Linked DNA regions of Mus musculus: region 2 is linked to region 1. A link is a contact called in public promoter capture Hi-C data. All regions are on one chromosome and are shown on one strand. Each heading gives the region's core, a stretch centred on a gene start, on an enhancer-like site or on the middle of the called end of the contact. The rest is flanking DNA. Distances are from core to core; before and after follow the strand shown. Region 1 overlaps Epn2 (epsin 2). Region 2 overlaps Grap (GRB2-related adaptor protein).

Region 1 (6,171 bases), core at 1,016-3,515:
CACCATTAGAGGATGCGCAGCAGTGTGTAGGGGACATAGGCCAAGACCACCCAGGGTTCTGCCTCATCCCTGAAGTCAGTGCCCTGTGCCTGGTGGTCATGAAGAGCCTGTTGCCACACTCTGACCCTGGATTTCAGTTCAAGGTCAGAGTCTAGAAAATAAGAACATTCAGAGCATTAGGACCTTAAAAGCAAGGCAGGATCAACAGCTAAAGATCTCAGGCATGGTGTAAGAAGGGTCTGATGAAACAACCAGGCTTCTACACTACCATCTCACCCTGTACCTTGATGTTCTGCCCTGTTTAAAACTATGAGGGTTCCAACCCGCTTTGTATCCTCCACAGGAGGGACCTTGAGGAAAATAAAACTTCTCCTGATGGGCCAATCTTATTTTTTTAATTAATTAGTTTGTTTGCTTATTTTGGTGTGCAACTTAATCCTTAATGCAGGGAGATTTCAAGAGACTTACGGCTACCTTCAGATATAAGTTATCTCACAAGTCATCATCAGATTAAAGAAAGCAACTCAAACTTGAAAATTACGATAGCCAGAAATACAAGAAAATGTTAACCTGCTCCAACCCTAATAATAACTTAGAATTCCTAGAGGCAGGAAGCCTGACTTTGATATGTAAATCTCTTACATAATAAATACATTCCTCAAAATTCTAATGGTGGTACAAAGAAAGTCAAACTGAAGCCTATTATACAAAAGTGGAAAATGCTGGTGTGTAGCAAATTAAGAAGGAAAGGTGTTCTGCCGTGCTGGTCATGCAGATAGCACACACCCATCATCCAGCACCCTGAAGGTTGATTAGGAAGATAGCAAGTTTGCAGCCAGGCTGGCTACCCAGGGGGACTCACTTTCAGAAAGTAAAAAACAAAAAGGTTTCTGTTATGTTGACATAATGTACTGTTCTGAAGGATATAGGCTTGGAAGCCCGTTTCTACTGCATCCTAGGGCCACCAGAGCCACCTTTCTCTCTGAGTTCAGGATCCTTAGTAGCTGCCCAGCCCTAAGAAATAGAGGATGAACAGTGTAGTGTGCCTGAGATAACTTCTTGGCAGTGCCCAGGAGACTAGCAGGATCAGAAATCAGCTTCTACAAGGCCCAAACACCACTTCCTCTCCCTGAAACGTCTTCTGAATATAGAACAAAGACCCAAAGTGATCCAACACACAATCAGAACGCAGATCAGTCCTGCACAGCACAGACCCAGCCATACAAATCAAATCCTGGAGACTCTTTTGCATATGTGAGGAGAAAGTCTTACTGATGCTAACCTAGAGTGTTCCTTTCTAGGTGAAACAGAGACATCCAACCTTGTCTGGTTAATGAAATACTAAGGACTGAGCTATTATAGAGACCTGCAATTCAGTTGGTAGAAAAAGACACTGAATGCAAGATTCAGAAATAAATGATCAAGTACAAGGGTCATTTCCTCCTGGCTACTAGGTATTTGAGTCCCTGTAGGTTTGGAAAGCAGGACAATCCCTTGGCTGACTGACATTCTAGGACAAAAAAATAATCTGGCGAGACTGGCCTTGGAGTCCACGTTCCCCTAAGAACTTAAGAAGCATGGCATAGCCTTGACTAAATTCCCAGAAGACCCACAGAGCAGCCAGGGGGACCAAAAGCCCCTTTGTAAGTAACTCAATCTAGATCGAGGACGCTGTCGCCTGGGTCTCAGCCAGAGGCTGAGAACTAAGGTGCTCAGGTGTTCAGCCCCAGCACCTGCCACTCAGCTTTCGCATAAAGGTGAGGTACTTTGTTTACTCACAGCCGTGGTAGGATGCCGGCGAGCCCCCAGCCTTGCCATACTCCTGCTCTGAGTAGCTGGTAGAAAGGTTGGGCTGGCTGGAGCCACGGCCAAAGGTGATTTGGTTGCTGCCCACGCCAGTGGCCACCTGAGCCATGCGCTCTTTGGTTTTGAGAGCCTGAACTCTCTCAACCTTCAGCCGCTCCTCATCCTTGAGGAGCGCAACCAGTTGCTTTGATTTCTCTCGAACGTTAATACCCTGGTCTTTGCCATCACGGTCAATGTACTGAAAGTCCTTCAGAGTCTGTATGGCAAAGATGTTCTCACGGCACTGCTGGGCCACCCGCTCAGAACCTGTCTTGATAAGGTAGTCCAGCAGTGTCAGTGCCTTGTATACATGCCGCCAGTTCTTGCCATGGTCATTAAGTCGCTTCCAAACCATGCTCATGATCTCCGAGAACGCTACCACATTGTAGGTCAGGTCAGCAATCTCAGTCATCAGAGAGCTGGATGGGCCCCACGGGTCATTGGAGGTGGCCTCCCGGACTTTGATTTCAGCCTCTGAGTAATTGTTCACAATGTTTTTCATCTGCCGTCTGATAGATGAAGTTGTCATTTTTATCTTCTTTGTTACAAATGTGAAGCCCTTCAAGAGAAACTTTCCTGTCCCCTAAGCCTGCACCCTAGGAAGTTTCCGTGTCAGAAATGCAGATGGAACAAAATGGCCCTCCACAGTCATTTCCTCCTCCAAAGCCTCAGGTCCCAGAAGCTGGCAGCCATGCCCTAGAGAGAAAAAGAACACATTGCTTTTATAAGAAGCACTGGTGAGGATGGGAGAGCCCAAGACAAGCAGTGTACAAGAACATACCTAGTTCCATGGATACAAAAACATCCATCCTGCTTTCAAAACTAAGATCAGGTCAGAAATGCCACATGCTAAACAATAAACTCATTTAAACCTTAAGCAAACACCATGATCATTGTTCTATCTCCTAAGGTTTTTGCCGGAGTGGCTAGCTTGCAGTGGCCTATCTTTTTGTTTTGTTTTTTGTTTGTTTGTTTGTTTGTTTGTTTTTTCAAGACAGGGTTTCTCTGTTTAGCCCTGGCTGTTCTGGAACTCACTTTGTAGACCAGGCTAGCCTCGAACTCAGAAATCTGCCTGCCTCTGCCTCCTGAGTGCCGGGATTAAAGGCGTGCACCACCACACCCGGCTTTACTGCGGCCTATCTTTAATGCCAAACAAAAGCCGAATGTAGGAAAACTGAGGTACTGGGTGAGATGTCGTGATAAATGTATTTTTAACCTTTGGTGCTGGGTACTGAACTCTGGGCCACATGCATATCAACTATGTACCTCAGCACTGAGATGTACTCCTGTCCAGTCCTTAGAGTTTTCCGTGTTGGGGCAACAAAGTCTCATTTCAAAAATACCTTAAGCCTAAAATGCCTGTCTATGACTTTAAAATTGGGCTTTGGCTCATGAGCCCCTAACTGCCTAGAAAATTCTCCTTAAGTGCCATTTCTCTGTGACCCTTCCTGAGCATGAATTAGTGAAATGCTGACTGCTCTTCTATAGAAAAGCTAACAACCTACACTACCACCTTCCATTCCCCATATACCCCAGCTCTCAGGATCTTCTGACCAGGGACAAGCCTAACACCTCATCTCAGAGAGGAAAGCCGAACCCCAGAGCTGAATCACAGGCTCCAGTGCACACATCTCCTTCCTTTCTTCAGATGAACAAGAGCTAGAGTAAGGTCCACATCTCCCATCTCCAGCATGTATGGTGATCGCCATCTGTCCCATTCACAGTGAAGAGCCAGGATCCAACACTGTGCCCAACATGAAATAAACACCTGAATAAACGATATTACACTTACAAACAGTATTCCTGTCCTCAGGCCACAATCCTCATCTGTAAGATAAAGAAACAAATCTCAAGACAACTGAAGACTTGAGAGAAAACAAGGGCCCTCGGCAGCCCTGCTACAGTTGCTCAGTCCCTATGGCTTAATTCCTTGTAACAGTAGAGGTAGTTCCTTCCCATCAGAAATATAAAATACAAGGTGTGGAATCTTAAAGTTGGCTGGCTACTGTAACAGGCTGAGACCCTCCCTACAGATCCTCAGGCAGCCCAGAACCTGGCACCTAAAGTGAACCTTCCTCTCCCTGGATTGCTGTGGTGTTTCTGTCAGAGAAATACCAGACATCCCTAGTTTCTTTCTTCAAGACTCAGTTAAGCAGGCAATGGGTGCATGAAAAATAAACAAAAAGGCGACACAAAGAATACAATGGTCATTCATCACCTACAGCCACAGAGATAAGGAGACAATTCATAAAGCCTCAGCTGCCTTCTCTGCTCACTCAGATAGGCTGAGGAGCCCTGTCTGTGCCTGAGGCCAGAGCACTGACTCCATTAGATGGCGGCATGTTCTGCCTCTCTACCCATCTGTTCAGCTTTCATGAATCCCCAAAACCTGTCAGAAAACAGATAAAACCTTTTTCAGAGTGACTGTACATCTGATTTAATTAGGTTTTTCACTTGTAATTTACTGTATGCAGTAACAGGTTGGGCCTCATAGAAGAAAAAGACACCTCTGATTTCCAGTCAATCCGGATTGTAGTTCATTCCAAATATTGTCAAGTTGACAACCAGGAATAGCCACTACAATCCACCCCTTGTCAACTTGACACAAATAATATCTCATAGTCCAAGGATCTAGCAGTTACTCAGTCTCACGCAGCAAGCAGGCGAAGGAGCAAGAGCAAGAGCTAGACTCCCTTCTTCCAATGTCCTTATATTGTCTCCAGCAGAAGGTGTAGATCAGATTAAAGGTGTGTTCCACCACACCTTTAATCCCAGATGAAAGGCGTAGCCCAGATTAAAGGTGTGTTCCTTAAACTCGGAGATTCAATCTTCTGGAATCCATAGCCACTATGGCTCAAGATCTTCAAACCAAGATCCAGATAAGGATCTCCAAGCCTCCAGATAAGGGTCACTGGTGAGCCTTCCAATTCCGGATTGTAGTTCATTCCAAATATTGTCAAGTTGACAACCAGGAATAGCCACTACAATCCACCCCTTGTCAACTTGACACAAATAATATCTCATGTTCACATGAAACAATAACAAGGTTGTAAATACGCCTAACATGATATAACTATCCCTCGTACAATCGCAAACGCATTAGTAAATTTACAATGGGCATTCATATTACTTTATAATCCTCGTTTCTGCAATTGGTTACGTGGCCTTAATTGGTATTTATAACTACCTTCCTCTACTACCCATTCTGTATTTCCTTCACCTTCAGCCAGCACCTCAGCAGGTCTTGGCTCTTTTCCTGGAGGATTGAGCATTTCAGCTTAACCACAGATGTGTCAAAGTTGTTAAGTCATTTCAGATCCACCTAATGCCCACAACTTTGGGATATGTCATGTGATTGATTTGATATCCAGCAGTATGCCTGGCCCATACTTAGAGGTCCCAGGTTCAATTTCCAGAACCTATGCGACAATTCAGGGAACCAGGCATATATGCAGGCAAAGCACTAATACAAATAAAATAAAAATAAATCTTTAAAGCCAGACACAGCACTCAGGAGGCAGAGAATTAGAGGCCATCCTGGTCTACAGAGTAACTTCCTCCAGGACAGGCCCTGTCTCAAATAAATAAATAAATAAATAAATAAATAAATTTAAAAAATAATAAAATAATCTTTAAATGAATAAAAGTTTCTGAAAATGACTATGATTATAACCACAAAAATTGGTTAAAACTCCAACCAAGAGCAAAGCTGAGCACAACAGCTGCTCTGGAGAAATGCTGTGACCAGTACAGTGGCAGAGGTTACTTGACCAGTGAGGCCCTGGATTCTAACTCCCATTCAACATAAGCAGTAAGGGGCTAGAGAGATGGCTCCATGGCTGGTTTTGTTGTTGTTGCTGCTGCTGTTGTTGTTTTGCTTTTTATTGTTTGGGGTTTTGTTTGGTTTGTTTTTTTTTTTTTCTTGGCTTTTTTGTTTTTAAATATTCAGTCAAGTTCTAGGAAATTGACAAAAAGCACTTTTTTTAGTAAAATGTGTCAAATCAAAGGGAAGCAAATAGAGACTGAAACAAATGCCACTATTCTTTAAGGAAAGGAGGGCCAAGGCATCACATCATGTGACCCCCTACATCTACCTTGCCCTGGACTGCTCAGTTGTATGAAATACCTGTACTCCACAGCAAGTTATGTTGTTATAGGCAACACCTGAGAACACTGAGTGGGAAGCTAGCAACAGCAAAGGGATTGGGTAAAGAACTCCTTGAGCCCCAGCAGGGCCTCAAAAGCCCAGCTCATCCATACTAGACTCTCAGCACAAATGCCAGGCTGACATCAAGGGAACTCAGTGCTCCCCAAGAAAGTAGCATA
Region 2 (6,171 bases), core at 1,576-4,075, 110 kb after region 1:
CTGAGCCATCTCCCTGGCCCTCTTTCTTGTTTTTGAGACAAGGTCTCCTTGTGAAGTCCAGGCTGGCCTTGAATTCACTACGTAGCCCAGACCTGCAAACCTGCAGTGATCCTCCCGCCTCACCTCCTTGGTGCTAGAATAGAGGTGCATGCACTGAAGCCCTGCCCTTTTTTCTTGCAGTGTTAGGAATGAACTCAGGACCTTGTGCATCTTGGGCAAATACTTTCCCTCTAGGTCTCACTTCACGGTCCTTGCACTGGCTGCTCCTGTAAACCTTTCTGTGTTGACTGTAACTGGCTTTAGACCTGTTTCAGACTGGCAGAAAAACTGCACAGATAAAAGGGGACATCCTCACTGTTGCAGCCAGCAGCCAGCTGCTAGCCATGGTCCCGGTGAACTGGTTTGATATATTAGTACTGATCACCACCCATCCACACTTCCTATGCATTTCAATTTGTTAACATATTGTGTTAAATATTACTCAGTATCTTCATTCTGAGACTTTTTTTTTTTTTAGCATCGTTTTGAATTTGACCCCAGAGTGCTTCTCTACCTCACTACAGTCTCTCCCTGCTGTCGGTAGCTTAGAAACGTTAGAGCCCTGTGTATGGGCTCCTTCCTCTCTGGCCAGGGCTACACTGTGTGCTGGTGTCCAGTCCCTCCCCTGGTGGGCTCTGGTGGGTGTAACTATGTCACACCAAGTGATGCCAGTTTGCAGGTGGCACACAACTTCCTCTCTAGGTGCTGCTCAGAAAACATAGGTGGAAACCCCCTAGGCCATAGGCTTTCTCAGGACATGTGGCCCTGAGTGACTCTTAACAGGGATGAAGGCCCTCTTTGGCAGGCAGGTCCTTCTAGGTAGACAGAAGCCACTGTTAGCTAGAGAATAAGCATGCTCTCTCTCTCTCCCTCTCTCTCTCTCTCTCTCTCTCACACACACACACACACACACACACACGCATACACACAGCTCTCTCTCTCTCACACACACACACACACACACACACACACACGCATACACACACACACACAGCTCTCTCTCACACACACACACATGGCTCTCTCTCTCTCTCTCTCTCTCTCTCTCTCTCTCTCTCTCTCTCTCTCTCTCTCTCTCTCTCTCTCTCTCCATGATTAGCTTGCCCCGGGGACTCAGACTGATATCTCCCTGGGAAGCTGATGGTACCATGCACCCTAGCCGCCTGCCCCTGAAACCTTCCAGCTCTGGACTCCTGTCTGGAATCTGAGCATCTCTCCCTGCCCTGCCCTTCCCCTATGGCCATGTAGCTAGTGCACTTCTCCTCAGACCCGTGGCCTCTTTTCAAGGAGCCAAAGTTGGGCTTCTGCCCTGGCTGTCCCCCTATTCCCTCTACCTTGGAAACTGTCCCCCTATCTTTTCATCATTGAATTCCTTTTCTTTTCCTTTTGCCGGTGAAGGATGGAGAACCACAAACAAGTCTAACCATGTAGTCCAAACAGACCTGGAACTCAAAAATCCTCCTGCTCCAGCTTTCTAAGGGCTGGGGAGACAGGCATGGGCCACCAAACTAGCTGGTCCTTTCTTATAAATCGGGGCATCTCCCACATATGTGTGTGTGCGCGCACATGCTTTTCTTGAGCACTCTGTGTGCCCCTCTGGCAGCTCCTTGTCCAGGCAGTGGCTCCCTGACACTCTTTGCTGCATGAAGCTGCTGTTTGTCTCTCACCTTCTTTAAGGCATCCCTGGGGACAGGCTCCTAGCATTCATAGCACCTTCAGGACTCCTTTTGTTGTCTGTACCCAGTAGGTGCTCAAGCAAGCTGTCAGTGACTGCCTCTGGGGGCAGTAGAAAAGCCAGCAGCAGTCAGGGCCAGTGGTGGGACAGACAGGCTCTGAGCTTGACCTAGGATTCAGTACTAACCTGAAGGGTGTTCTCTGGGGAAGGAGGTCCCACAGCTCCAAAGGTCCAGGGCTCCATCAGCAATAAGAATTCAGCAAGGTAAGCATAGAAGCATCCTTGGTCTGCACAAAGAGATGGATGGATGCAGAACAGTACATGGCTGGAGTTAAGGGTACAGTGGCCACATAGGAATTATAGCATGAGAAACTGTGTGGTTGGTCACAGCTATGCCCATTAACAGATAAGCTAATGTCTGGAGCAAGTGCAGGGCTCCAGCTAGTGCTGGAGCCAAATCCCTAGAGACAACAGAAGTAGCCAGAGCTCAAAAGCACTGGCTAGAATTTCCTTCTCAAGCTGTGGCCACATTGGGGAAATTGTTTCATTTAGAGTGAAAGTGGTTCTGAGCCAGCTACCCGCTTCCATCTGTTCAACTACCCGCTTCTGTCTGCCCAGCACTGCTGACCTTCTTCAGGCCAGGAAGGAAGGAAGGGCTCAGCCAGGCTTCAGTTCCTCCCCCAGGGTGGGGGCTCAGGACTGGACTGAGGCACAAGCCTTTTAGCTGCTTTTCACTTGCAGATCAGACATGCAGATATATCAATTTCCCTGTTTCTATTGCCCTGGTGCAGAGGGGAGCCAGCTCTGCAGCCTGCTCCTAAGTAGAGAAGGGCCTCAGGCTTGGTGCCAGGGACAAGGCAGGAGTTCAGTGGGGTGAGAGCCAGTGGGCCATGGCCCCTAAGGCCAGCATTGCCAATGCTCTATACCAACTATAGGGGCTGTGTATGCTGTGCTGCCCTGGCCAGGTTCACTCCTTCTCTAAGCCTGGCTGGGAAACAGCACTTGGTGATGGCAGTTTCTTCAGCTTGTTTGAGAACTGAGGTGACACAGCGCAAACGTACCCATGACATGGAGGGTGCTGTCCCCTCCTGCTTTCCACCCTTCAGTGGTTCACCCAGTGACTCTCAACCTAGTTCCAGCTAGTTCACCTGGGGTGACAGGGCCACAGACTTGGAGGGTATCTGTGGGGCCTAAGTATCTGGGAACTGGGACTCTCAGAACTGGCCTCATCAGAACATAGGATCTTTTGTTTGTCCCCCTATTCTAATCCTCACTGTCATCCCAAACACCAAATATATGTGACCCATTGGAGCTCTCTGACTCATCTGGGGGCCTTCATGTCATATCTCAGTGGTCATTGATTGGCTACTCTGTGTTCCTGCAAACATAGCTCAGTCAGAAACCAAGGAACACAAGTCTACTTCCTTTCCCCGAGGCCCCTGGGGGTCTGGATGGAAGGTGTAGATGTCCACCTGCCAGTATGCAGGCTTGGCCTGTGAGATGCCATAGGTCCCCATCCAGGGCTCTGTCCTCTGGGACAGCGGCCTGGCAGCTTCTGCAGACAGCAGGGCCTCAGCAGGTGGCTGAGTAGACAAGACATATTGTTCCTTCCTACAGATCCTGAACATGGAAGATGACCAGAACTGGTACAAAGCTGAGCTCCGAGGAGCGGAGGGTTTTGTTCCCAAGAACTACATCCGTGTAAAGCCACACCCGTGAGTAGTCACCACTGCCACCATCCACCTGGAGGCGATGCGACCCCACCTTGCCTTGCCAGAGCCAAGCTGCTTGGGGTACAATACACCCCAAGAAGATGGGCACTGGCTGACTGGTCTGGGACTTGGATAGGCTAGAAGTCTAGTTTGGCCCAGATATCTTAGGTCTGGGACGTAGGTCAGGCTCTTTACAGATGGCATCCAGTATTGCTCTCAGAATGTCTGGACAGCTAAACGATCCTTGAACACCAACTGGATATTCTTTAAATGGCATCTGGGTCATTGATCTGGTTTCAGGGAGCCAGACACAGGGACAGGGGATCAGAATAGTGGGATACACAAGGCACAGAAAGTATATGTAGAAAGGCAGGCAGCATCAGGGTGCCTCTCAGAAAAGGTGGCAATGAGTGAGATGCTGAGGGATCCATGGGAGTTGGCTGTATAGACAAGGGCAATGACTTTTGGAATTTTCGGGGGAAAGTGGAAAAAGGGAGGAAGCCAGAACGAGGCAAGGAAAGCAATGACCCCTGGCCCTTTAGTACAGAGGACAGGCACTGAGACAAGGGAGCAGAAAGCCATGGGGGTGCTGGGCCAGGGTGGAGCTCAGTCAGCAGGTGGAAGTTGTGCTGTGTGGCTGGGTGAAAAGGAAGGAGGTACAGGGGGAGCCCAAAGGGTATTTCCTCTTTGGTTTTTTTTTTTTTTTTTTTTTTTTTTTTTTTTTTTTTTTCTGCTTGTTTCCAAAGCTGCTGCCACCTCCAGCTTCCTCTGTTGTGCTGGAGGTGGCAACACCTGTTCCGGGTCCCCATCCCTAACCACTCTGCTGGCTTTCCTGCCTGGCACACCCCCAACCAGAGACAGGAGGAAGACACAGGGGAAGAGAGAAAAGCATATCGTGATGCCTGGGTGCTAGCCAAGCGAGGGCTGGGGCATGCAGGAGCGAGGACTGAGGTCGCCTGGGTGGCCACAGGAAGGGCTTAAGGCAGAGGTTGGAAGGCTGTAGAGTCTGAACTGCTGAACAGACCTGACCTAGGGCCAGGAGAGGGATTGCAAGGGCTGCAGTCGTCAATCAGGCTGTCATGGAGGCCAGGGCAAAGGAGGGTTCATCAGGATACTCCAGAGTCAAGGACCCCAAGCCCCTGGTGCCTGGAAGGCACAACCACCTGCCTATGCTTGGATCAAGCAGGGTCATGATCAGGTTCTCAACAGATCCTAGGGGACATGCTGACTAGCTGGCCCAGCTTGAACATCTTAGGCCCTACCCTGGCCCAAAACAGCTGTGAGGGTCACCCTCTCTTAGGTGTGAAGGCTCTGAATGTGGTGGTGGGGAGAGAGAGGGGTGTAGCCCTAGAAGGCTTCTACCTATGGCAGCTCCACTCTTTCTCTGAGTCCCAGGATGATCTCTGTCCCTGGATCTGGAGATGCAGGTCCTCTATTCTCAGGGAAGTTGGAGGGCAGGGAGGTGATTGTAGGGGCAGGGAGGGCTCCTCAGCAACAGGAAAAGCCCCTGAGCCTGCAGGTTCAAACAGAAGTTTGCCAGGGATGTCAGAAACAGGCCCAGGGATGTGTGGGAGGTGGGGTATGCATCATGTTACGAAAGTGGGAGGTAGAAACACCTTCAGCTGTTACTATAGCTGCCCACTGCCTGCCTAGGTGGGAACTATTAACATCATCTTATAGGCTGGGCGGCGGTGGCACACACCTTTAATCCCAACCCTTGGTAGGTAGAGGCAGATGGATGTCTTGAGTTTGAGGCCAGCCCAGTTTACAGAGCAAATTCTAGGACAGCCAAGGCTACACAGAGAAATCCTGTCTCAGAAACAAACGAACGAACGAACAAACAAACAATGACAAACCCATCCATCACCTTATAGACCAGCAGAGACACAGAGAGACTGGGTGCCTTGTCCAGGATCACTTAGCCTGCAAGAAGTAGACTGGGATTGCAGCTGGTGGTGGAGGCCCTTCATGAGCCACCAGAGAGGGACAGAAAGTCCATGAGAGCAGCTGTGTGGGGGTGAACCTCAGACTCCCTAAGCAGCTTCTCGGGAGACCTCGGTCCTCCCTGGGTTTCAGTTTCCACCCCAGTACAAGAAGCAACATAGTAGAGTCAAAGATGGAGTGGTGAGAACTGAGATTTAGAACTTCCTTCAACTGCCCTTCAAGCAGGTGAACCCTTCCTCCGTAACTCACGGCCTATTAGACCAATCCCCCCATGACCCTGTCACCCAGTGTTCCCACTTCTCGCCTCTGCTGTAGAGACTGTATTAGGGTTCTCTCTCACACTCTCTCTCATTTCTCTCTCCTCTCTCGCTCTCCCTCTCCATCTCTTCCAGTTAATCTAACAATGGCTGGCTATGACCAGAAAGTCCAAGAATCCAGTAGTTGCTCAGTCCACAAAGCTGGATGTCTCAGCTGATTCAGGACACACTGGAATCCTGCAGAAGCAGGCTCTGATGCCAATCAATGAAGGAATGGACTTGCTAGCAAGTCAATGGCAAGCAGGCAGAGAGCCAAGCCATCTTCCTCCATATCTTTATATAGGCTTTCCGTAGGTGTGGCCCAGATTAGAGGTCGGGTTACCCTAGTTCCAAAGACCTGGATTAAAAGTCTTCCTGCCTCAGAGATTCAGATCAGAAGTAGATCTTTCCACTTTGGATTAAGCAAAGCTCTCTCACAAGTATGCCCTCTACTTGGGGGCTTTAGTTAATTCCAGATGTAGTCAAGTTGACAACCAAAAATAGC

Evidence for each region. Capture Hi-C pulls out chosen DNA fragments and counts their contacts.
Region 2: a promoter capture Hi-C map of liver shows a contact between it and region 1. The contact joins two enhancer-like sites. A contact is called at or near these places in 2 of 39 promoter capture datasets (embryonic stem cells and macrophages), 3 of 115 datasets of contacts at active chromatin or transcription factors (cardiomyocytes, embryonic stem cells and pancreatic cancer cells) and 3 of 9 other capture datasets (adipose tissue, liver and pancreatic islet).

What each region holds. Positions count from the first base shown.
Region 1 is chr11:61,544,371-61,550,541 of GRCm38.p6, forward strand. Epn2 (epsin 2) reads right to left here. Exons shown (of 11, transcript NM_001252188.2): 3 at 1,780-2,541. The coding sequence starts at 2,374. Among named protein-coding and RNA genes, the nearest start is that of Epn2, 32 kb to the right of the region's middle. Within about 2 kb of position 2,266, at least 12 of the 459 cell types and tissues checked have an H3K27ac peak or open chromatin away from gene starts, as enhancers often do. A contact at or near this core is called in liver, where this site is marked.
Region 2 is chr11:61,656,891-61,663,061 of GRCm38.p6, forward strand. Grap (GRB2-related adaptor protein) reads left to right here. Exons shown (of 5, transcript NM_027817.3): 2 at 3,332-3,429. Among named protein-coding and RNA genes, the nearest start is that of Grap, 6.7 kb to the left of the region's middle. Within about 2 kb of position 2,826, at least 35 of the 459 cell types and tissues checked have an H3K27ac peak or open chromatin away from gene starts, as enhancers often do. A contact at or near this core is called in liver, where this site is marked.